Regions from separate parts of the Gasterosteus aculeatus genome. Here region 1 is linked to region 2. A link is a contact called in public Hi-C data. All regions are on one chromosome and are shown on one strand. The core of a region is the stretch at or near the end of the contact, and the rest is flanking DNA. Distances in the headings are between cores, read along the strand shown. Region 1 overlaps macrod1 (mono-ADP ribosylhydrolase 1). Region 2 holds the start of ccdc88b (coiled-coil and HOOK domain protein 88B).

Region 1 (4,830 bases), core at 932-3,431, 110 kb after region 2:
AAACCTTGGATAAGTGACTTGGTTAAAGAGTCGCCGCCATCTAAGGTCGAAATGCAGACTCGAAAACAAACTAAAATAAATAAAGATGGTCACCGCTGGCTACAACTTGATTATCCTCTAATGAGTGCTACATGATCTGCATACTTAAAAACAAATACTACAGTCAGATCAAGCAGTGAAGTAGATAGTTGGGCATTCAAAGTAGATCAGTGACAAAAAGTGCTTAATCCTTGGGCTGATGCTGGAAAATCCCTTATGAAGTGGTTGAGCATGTCCACACTGTGTCCTCGGTTACACCAGTCAGACGACAGAAATGCAGCTGAGGTGGGATCTGAAAATAAAGGTTTTAGCCGCTCTGAAGCAATTCACAACAAGCCAGGCCTGACAATCTTCCAAACACACTCCAGCAGAGTGACAAAGGCACACAGGGCTGCCAGGCTGATTTTGGCGGCGAGCAGGTCGCTAAGCTCCGTTGACAAAGCCAGCAGAGGACCCGCGAGGCCTCGCCGATGAGAGTGCGACGCCGGGCCACCGAAGGGTAATGCACCTGAGCGGTGTTCTACCCGCAGAGCCGCAACCCCCAACCCCCAGCCCAGCTACTGGTCATCATCACCCACACACCTCTGGAATCAATAAAAGATGCTCCTCCGTTGCCTTGAATCTATGTTGCACACGAAGGACGCATCCAAGCTAAAAAAAACTGAAATTAAATTATTGATGCTTCTCCTACACAGGGATGGTCACGTGAGCATTGTAATAATGAAACATTCAGTGGACATTGGAAGGGTTTTGCTGTACAGATGCACTCATAAAACTTTTAGACCACTTATTGGTTTCAGATCAGTCAATCTTTACATTTTATATAAAGTGACACAGTGTCAAAGCTCTGAATACCAGATCTTCATCACAGTGTGGTAAAGCGGAGGTGGGCCTCCTCCACTAACGTTCATATCCTAACTACATTTAATTGATTGCTACAAATGAAAAAAACATTTGAGAAGCTTGGACGAGAGAATGTTTGGTATTTTAGTTTGAATAATTACTGAACAATCAATTTATAATACGTATTTTATTAGAATACACCCTTTGGCATATATCCCAGTTAAGACTAATAATCAGTTACCAAGGAAATATTCAGCAGATTGAATAATAAATATTATTTCGAACCGAGATATGACGGATTATTGTCTTCGAGGACGAGGCACTTAAATCCAATTTCAACAGCAGTTTGAGCCACTAAAACAACCGGAGCGAGGCGCCGCCGCTTGACAGCGAGCACAACGTCGAACATCTGTCACAGCAGTACAAGGAATACCGCGTGCGACGAGACGCCATCGGGACGGCGAGCCCGAGAAGGAACATGTTAACATTTTTCAGAAAGGCTTTCCACCTTCCCAAAACAAACTGCTCGCCAGCACTAAAAATCCTCCAAAACCGTCAACTAAAATGGATGTTTTCTGCTGTGTTCCCCTGAGGCAACTCATTTTAAAAAATGTGAATGTTAGTGTTTATTTATTGACTTAATGTACTTTGTGTTTATATAATTATGACAAACATTTCCATTCTTCCACAGTGTTTTATTATACACGCACCTCGCCTGAATTAAACAGCACCTCCTTGCAGTTTTGAAATATAATATTGTGCTTTTTAGGCTGCAGGGCCAAACTATTTAATGATTGATGATTGAACAATTGCACTACTTAATCAGAGCTTATCCAGGCTGAATATAGCTTGAATTTTCCTGCTGTATTCCCCTGTTGGATTAGCAGCGATCACATGGTGCATCTTAAACAAAAGTACTTTTGTCAAACAAATTGCATACAAGCAAATGTAGGAATAATGTTGTATTCTCAGTAAGTATTGATGAATAAGATACGTTTGTAATGATGTCTATACAGGACTTTAGTACTTGAAATTATTATTCGATTTTGAACCGGGTCGGCCTCTGACTTACTCATCCAAACTTTCATTGTCAGCCAATTAATCCTGTGAATATCGCAAAGTGTCCCGTGCATCATAACCGGCTTGTTTGTGCTCGGATTCTATGGCACAAATGCTAAGTGGAATCTACAGGTCAGACACAGCGTTGCTTCGCCTAAAACACCCGCTCACTCTGTGGCTATTGGCTCCGTCCTGTCCGTCAACACACCGCCCTGCTCTCCGTCCAGCCTCCCCTCCAGTGTTCTTATCTGTCAGGAAGTGACGGTGTAGTTCACAGACACTCACTCGCACTCACATCCCGTCGGCACCTGCAGGCCAGAAAAACCATTGGCTCTAATCTTGTATCTCTCAGCTGTTGCCACGGTGAGTAGGTTTCCAGCACCAACCAAGAGCTTTATCTCTGACCTGCAGGGAGAAACCTGGGAGACCCCATCTCATGTGCACACAAACACGCCGCACACCTGCACTCAAATCGCATGCAAAAGTACACCACACATTCTCTCATACACACACACACACACACACTGTCAGGTTCTTGTGTGGTGTTTTTTTCTGGCACAAGCAGATGTAGCTGTGAAAATGTGTAAACATGCAGGTATACACTATTATCTTTAAATACATCCAAACTAATGTGTTGAGCAGTGTCAGACCTGCATAATCCATCCGTCTCTCTCTCACACACACACACACACACACACACACACACACACACGTAAGCAGAAATGGTTAAGATGACAAGTAGTTCAAGCTATCTTCAAGACTGAGATAGGACCAGAATATTCTTTATCACTTGACGGCACAGCGCTTCATTTTAGAGACTTTTTTTTATAGTGTGGCCTGAAAGGTTTATCAGAAGACTCCGCTGCTGTCGTGCACTCCACTGAAATAAGGACGACGTCACAAAAATACAGAGAACTTACTAAACATGTCCAGTTTTTAAATCTTTTTCTAGTAAATTTCAGCTCTGTGCAGGAAAAAAATGGCTTTTAATGACAAACGCGATAAACACGACGGTGACTTTAAAGTGCCAAAATGGAAATGAGGAATAAAACTTTTGCGAATGAAAATGCAGCTCAGTAGAGCTCAGCAAATTTGCATTTAATCAATGTGGAAAAAGGTTTTAATGCAAAGTTAGTTGCAGAAACGTTGTGTGTCCACACACACACACACACACACACACACACACACACACACCAAGAACTCATCACTCCAAAGACATTTCATTGAGCGATCCATCTTAATCAGCTGGCCCATCAGAGACAATATATCCTCCCCTCCATCTCCCTCTCCTTCTCTGGGCGGAGTGATTGAGGGGTGTAAAGAGGAGGATGTTTCTGCCCCCCCCACCCCCCACTCCTCCCCCTCCACAATGCCCCCCCTCCTCACCAGGACGGCTCTTAAGTGCTTGTGGGTTTTTATGTTTGTAGTGTTTTATAGGAGTGGGCAGTAGCCAGGGGCTGTAAAAGTGTGGAAGGAGGGAGGGGCGGGGGGTGGGGTCGTAGGAAGGGGAGGAGAAGAGGAGGGGAAGGGGGAGGAGTGGAGAGTTACTGTAAATCCGATCTTTATTGAGAGCGACACAAACGACAAACAGCGGCCGACCAGCCTCCCTCCTCTCGACCTGATCCATCAGTGTTGACGCAAGGAAGGAAGGAAGGAAGGAAGGAAGGAAGCAGCACATTACTTTTACGTTTTCCACCTGTTCATCCTCCGAGGCTGTCGCCATCTACGTCGGCGTAGACGTAGAGACACGCCTACCAGTCTGCTAGTAGGGCGTTTGATTGGCTCCAGTTGGACCCAAATTGAATGTTTGCTGCTTTTTGATTTTTTGCGATCTCCCATAGCAGCGAGACAAAAAAAACCCACACAACACTCCCCTCCACATGTCAGAAACCACAGGCGCCAATTTTGCCGGTTCTGCTTCGCTGTGAGATATGCAACAAGAAAAAAAGCTTTCAAGCTATTTTGCAAATCGACGCTACTAACTTTCTCCTTTCTGATTGTTCCCTTTTCCCTCGATGTCGGTTTGCTTCTCTCTTTAATTCGGATGCCTTTTCTTTTAAAGAGCGACTTACATCGCCGAAAGCCTCTTAGTCGCTCCGTTAGTCACCGACTGGAAAGGTCACCGCCTAAGTCGACACGATGACTACAGAGACAGTCAGCTGGGCAGCGGGTCGGTCACACAGAAGAGGATGAACGGACTGCTGACCGAAAGTCCCCGTTGCGTGGACCGTGTACCTGCTTGTTGCCATGGCAATGCAGATTTATGTACCAGCCCGTGTCCCCTCCATGCCTCTCTCTTATCTTGCTCTTTTCACTCCTCCAGACTCTCCCCTCGCTTGTTGTGAGTCAGTGTGTCCCCGTCCCGCTCCGTCATGTTTCATCTGCCGCTGTTGTGTTTTTTCAGTCTCCCTCCCTCCCTCCCTCCTTCCATCCTTCCCTCCCTCCCTCCTTCACCTTGCCTCGTCCTCTCTGCTAAACGACACTTTACTAGCCGTTTCCTCTAGTTAATTCTGTGCTACTTTGCATCGTGCGACTCTGTGAAAAGCTCTCGTAAAACACACAGTCGCCACTACGGACACACAAGAGACAAATTACAACACTCAGTGTGCACACACACACACACACACACACATAATTACGTAAACATTCACAGGCAGATGCTTGAAAACTCAAACACACACAAACAGCGATGCCACATATGAGAGTGAAACATCCTCATATCCAGCGGATGCTGGCACAGCGCACACCTGCTGACATCAGTTGCCATTAAAGATCTGTCATTATCTGCTAAAGGCTGATCATCAAGCATCGTTTAGGCGTGCTGGCCTGCCTCAATCTCCACCAATGCACCATCTGTGCCAACACGCCACTTCAATTTCCCCCAAATGC
Region 2 (4,668 bases), core at 2,038-4,537:
TCCAAGGACGTCAAGGAGTGAGTGAATCACAATACGGGACGTTTATGAGGTCGAAAGAGAAAACACTGGTCTGTTGAGGAAAAGGAGAAGATAAACCTAGATGAATGACAGACGAATAGACTTCACATCCAAAAAGGTCAAAGAATGACATGGAGGGAGAAAAGAGAATGATTTTAAAGTAGTGTGTAAAAATAGATCTGGCCTTTACTTTTGAAGAGAATGACAGAAATGGAAGGAAAGGCAGTTCATGAAGCAAGTAAAGAAAGGGAATTGGTGAAAAGGGCTCAGTGAACAGAATGATCTGGACGTGACGACACTTGAGATGAGAGAAGCTGCTCATTTCTCACTCATTGCAAAGTGTGCATTGAGCTAAAGATCAGGCCTCTAACTTCCCTCCCGTCTCGCTCTTCCAATCCGTCTCCAGCCGCATTCGGAGCAACGTGGACGGCCGTTACCTGTTGGACGGCGTTCCCTTCAGCTGCTGTAACCCCACCTCCCCTCGCCCCTGCATGCGCTACCACCTGACGGATAACCACGCCCACTTCAACTACGACTACCAATCAGAGGAGCTCAACCTGTACGGCCTCGGGTGCAGGCAGGCGCTGACCGACTACTACATGGAGCTGATGAACTCCACCGGCCCCGCCGTGCTGTCGGTCATCTTGGTGCAGGTGGGATACGGGGCGGCATGAACATAAACGCGCACGCTTGTTCTTTCACTTGCGGTAAAATCACAGAGGGTTCATTTAAAAGTGGGAGAGATACAACACATACAAACATGTTTGAAGGATAACTGTCTCCTGAGGACTGACTGCCGTTACAAGCACCTGAAAGGAAACTTTACACACATTGATTTTTGTCTTTTAATCAAACATTTACTTTCTAAAATAACTGTATTGACAGCACAAACAAACCAGGCCTGCGGCTGTAGCAGGGCCCTCGTGCACGTGTTTGCCAGTGCATCATTACACACCGCCTGCAGCCAAACAAACAATCTATACTTCGAAAAGGCTCAGCATGCTGCGCTTTCTAGTCGTCCGTGATGATAATAGATGGCTGCCATGCCGAGTGTTGAGGCCTCGAGCAGATTTGTGGTTAGTGTCTAATTTTCCATCCATATATAGATCCGCAAAACCAAACAGAGGAGGGAAGAGAATGCGTCGGATAAAATTGAAGATTGTTTTGCTGTTGTGCAGCAGACTTTAAGATTTGACGTTTAACTGTAATCTGTTGATTTAATAATAATTTCATCTCGACGGTCCCTAATCCATTATTTTTTACACCATTGTTGCTTCTCTCTGTCCAGATTTCAGTGCTCGTGAGCCTGAGGTACCTGCAGACGGCTGTGGAGGCCGCCATGGCTCTGGAGGACCCAGCGGGCGACAGCGACGGTTATCTCCTGGAGAAGAGTGTGAAGGAAACCATCGAAGACCTCAAAGCCCAGGCCCTGACCATGCTGAAGTTTGGGCAGGTCGACCCCGATGACGCCGAGGGGTCGCCTGAGGCTGCGGACGTCGAGAAAGATGAGAAGGATGCGGCCCCTACAGCTGGCAGTTAGGAGGGAAACGAACGTTCAGCTGGGGGGGGAAGGACGGACGGTTTCTTGGTAGAGTGATCTTACGGGTAAAACACCTTCGCCGCGGCCGAAACGAGGCAATATATATGGAATCGTATCAGGCTGCGCACAGACCTCAGAACCGCTCCTCTGTGAAGGACCCGACGAATGTGTAACCATCACAGAATGTGGCGAGGAGACGTGTAGTGCTTTTTGTTGTAACTAGAAGAGAGTGCATTAACTTTTCAAGGGGTGTAGCGCTCACACACATACACACACACACACACACACACACACACACATTTAACAACTTCTGACATGTGGCTCAAAGCTGGAAAAGCTGGAGTTCATTCTAAAAGCACTATAATATTCATCTCACGGCTGTAGAGTTTGTGCTAAACTGCAATGAAATGCTTGAGAACCTGTTAAAATGGCACATGAATTATATATTAAAGGTAGACATTTTTGACTGCTTTGCAGCGTGGGCTTCCGTTTGTACAATAATTTATACAAAGCGTGCAGCGAATGTCTGTATGTGTGTCGGTTATCTGAGTTCAGTTAGGAGAGCCGGATTAACATGTGGTGTCCTAAATGAAGCTGTCATCTCGTCTATTCTGGCAGCTCGGAAACAATCTCATAATCCTGATGTGGTTAAACCCAGAGCTGCTGCACAAGCAGTATCGACACACGCGCTGTCACAGAGGGACGCAAGAAGCGAAAGGATGCAACATGTTGCAAGTTATTTCACAAAGAAAAACATTTTTGTTGTTGTTGAGAATACAGCATTGTAATCAGTCTTAGCTTTCTACTGTGTGCTCATTGTTCCTAATTAAAACAGAATAATCTCTGTGAATGTTTTATTTTAGCAGCAAACATGCTCTCAGTGGTTGCTGAAAGATGCATTTTAATTGGTGGTTTTAGATTCAGTCATGTCCTTTAAAATGGTCAACATTTCAGTTATTTGTAACATAGTCACACGATGGGAATTTGGGGTTACGGCTTGCCGGTTTCTAAATTATTTTACAAAGCGAACAGCCAATAAAAATTTTAAAAGAAAAAAAAGAGAAGAATTAATGATGTGCATTAAAATAATTTAAAGATGAAACCTGTGGACCATTTGTGTAGATACAAAGAAGTCCGCATGACATCAAAGATGACTCCCAGCATCGGGTCAGATATAAAGGAAAAATATTTAAATGACAATAACAAATACACGTCACAGCAAGGACTGTGCAGCACCTGAATAAAACACGGGCTGCTGGTTCCACCTCGCTGCGGGGGTCCTGTTGTAGAAATAATGATGTAATGCGTGTTGAAACTGGCCATGAGGAGGTTTCGTTTGGAACCACCGGAGGTCGCTGTTGCACAACACTTAAACGTGACCTGACGAGAAGACTATAAACGCCCAGCTAATCACTCCAGAATAAACCTCACCGGAGAACCGTCCAGGTATTACGCAGAAATAAGACGGAAAGCACACATTTCAATAGAGCCGTTTGGAGATATAAGATGATATTCATTCAAATATCATCTAAACACACAACGGAAAAATAGGCCCAAATCTCAAGCTGATTGTCAAGCGCAATGCAGTTTTTTTTTTTTTTAATTTAATTTTTTAGATTTTTCGTATATCGTTATTTAATTCAGTACGTTAAAGGTCATGTCTGTGGGTTACCCAATGGGCGGAGGGCGTGCAAGGGTGTCGCTCTAAACAAACTAACAAAAAAAAAAGACGCAGCATGTGCCTTTTTGAAAAATTCCGGTGTGGTTCAGAAATGAAACCATGAAGTGTCACACAGTCAGAGAGGAAGCGACACAGGGGAGAGGACGGGCCACGCAAAGAAATGTCTAAATACTTCACCAGACGAACGATGGCTGCTCGTCTTTAATGAGCTTCCTCCCGTTGGGTTACACGATGGACTCCAACATCATGGAGACCGTAGAGGAATTCATGGCGAGTGCGTTGGCGCAATGGGTATGTCATTTAACGTTTGTCGCTTTCAGCCGCAGGAAAGCTCCTCTCCTTCTAGAGGCAAATGAAACGGACACATGGTGCGCATTATTTCCACCCACAAACATTGTACCTTTTTAGAGAAGCTCGCTTCCCAGTTTAATTCACCCGAGTTGAATAAACGGAATAGTATGTGTGGCTTTCTGGCTGTAAGCAGCTCAAGCGGCCCCTTACTTCTCCTTTTGGAAGCTCCCCTCGCCTCTTCTCTAACAGCCGCTTTCTCCTCTCTTCCCCCCCCCGCCGTAAAGCTCCGATACTTCCGTGTCCTTGGGCCGTTTCTGGTTTGCTAATAACTTACGTTGTGTACTCAAATGAATACGAGGATTTGCTGCAGCTGCAACAGAATGAATTTCCAGCTGGGTTTTTGTTCCACGCGGGAAACCAACGATGCCCCCGATGGGAACAGTATTTACAATCGAATGTGACACTGGGATGAGCCTCTTTATTGTTGCCCCGAAGAAGGGGGGGGGGGTCATAGGTCAGGGCGAGGAGTAGGTCAGGGGCCTGCAGCAGGGGGAGCTTTATTATTTGCTGAAGGGCACTTCAGCAGCACGCAGCGGGGGCTTCACCTTATCGGCTGCCTGTTTCTCTGTTTACAGACAGTGCAGTTTTTAGAAGGTGCAGGTGGGAATAAACCTCATTAGATTGCAGTTTGCATCGGCACAGCTGATCCCAGCAGAGAGAGAGAGAGAGAGAGAGAGAGACCTTGGCCGCCATCCTACTTGGCTGCCCGTCACTGTGAAGTGCTTCCCAGTGTGAGAGCACATATCCCACCTGTCCAGACAGGTGCAGCGACTCAAGTGGCTTCCGGTGGGAAAATGTTTGCATCTTTGTCCCTCTATCTCTCTCTGTACCTTCTCCCTGCTACCGTCTCTGTCTCCCCTGTCTTTGTTGACCTCCCGGTACACACACACACACACACACACACACACACACACACAACGTAATCCCTCCCTGTCTCTCGCAGGTTCAGCTCTTTGAGAAGATGTTGGAGAGGGAGGACAGCGGGCCGCTTTACAGCCAGTACATGGAAGTAAACTCAATTTCCCAAAGTGCCAGGGATCGTTACACGAGGCTGACCGATGGGATATTCCTCAATGAG

The links. A called contact is a pair of places that touch in the nucleus more often than the background predicts.
Region 1: a contact with region 2 is called in a Hi-C map of skeletal muscle, with 5 times the contacts expected there. The contact joins the enhancer-like site here to the promoter of ccdc88b in region 2. A contact is called at or near these places in 3 of 6 Hi-C or Micro-C datasets (skeletal muscle and tail fin).

What each region holds. Positions count from the first base shown.
Region 1 is chr4:5,204,445-5,209,274 of fGasAcu3.hap1.1, forward strand. All of the region lies in intron 3 of macrod1 (mono-ADP ribosylhydrolase 1), which reads right to left. Among protein-coding and RNA genes, the nearest start is that of macrod1, 5.7 kb to the right of the region's middle. Within about 2 kb of position 2,182, at least 1 of the 9 cell types and tissues checked has open chromatin away from gene starts, as enhancers often do.
Region 2 is chr4:5,090,317-5,094,984 of fGasAcu3.hap1.1, forward strand. ccdc88b (coiled-coil and HOOK domain protein 88B) reads left to right here and starts at 3,288. Exons shown (of 28, transcript XM_040174183.2): 1 at 3,288-3,530; 2 at 4,534-4,668. The coding sequence starts at 3,444. It overlaps LOC120817716 (peripherin-2), which reads left to right. Exons shown (of 5, transcript XM_040174184.2): 3 at 1-17; 4 at 425-671; 5 at 1,307-2,402. The coding sequence ends at 1,558. LOC144406119 (a long non-coding RNA gene) reads right to left here and starts at 3,983. Exons shown (of 3, transcript XR_013467302.1): 1 at 3,741-3,983; 2 at 1,334-3,581.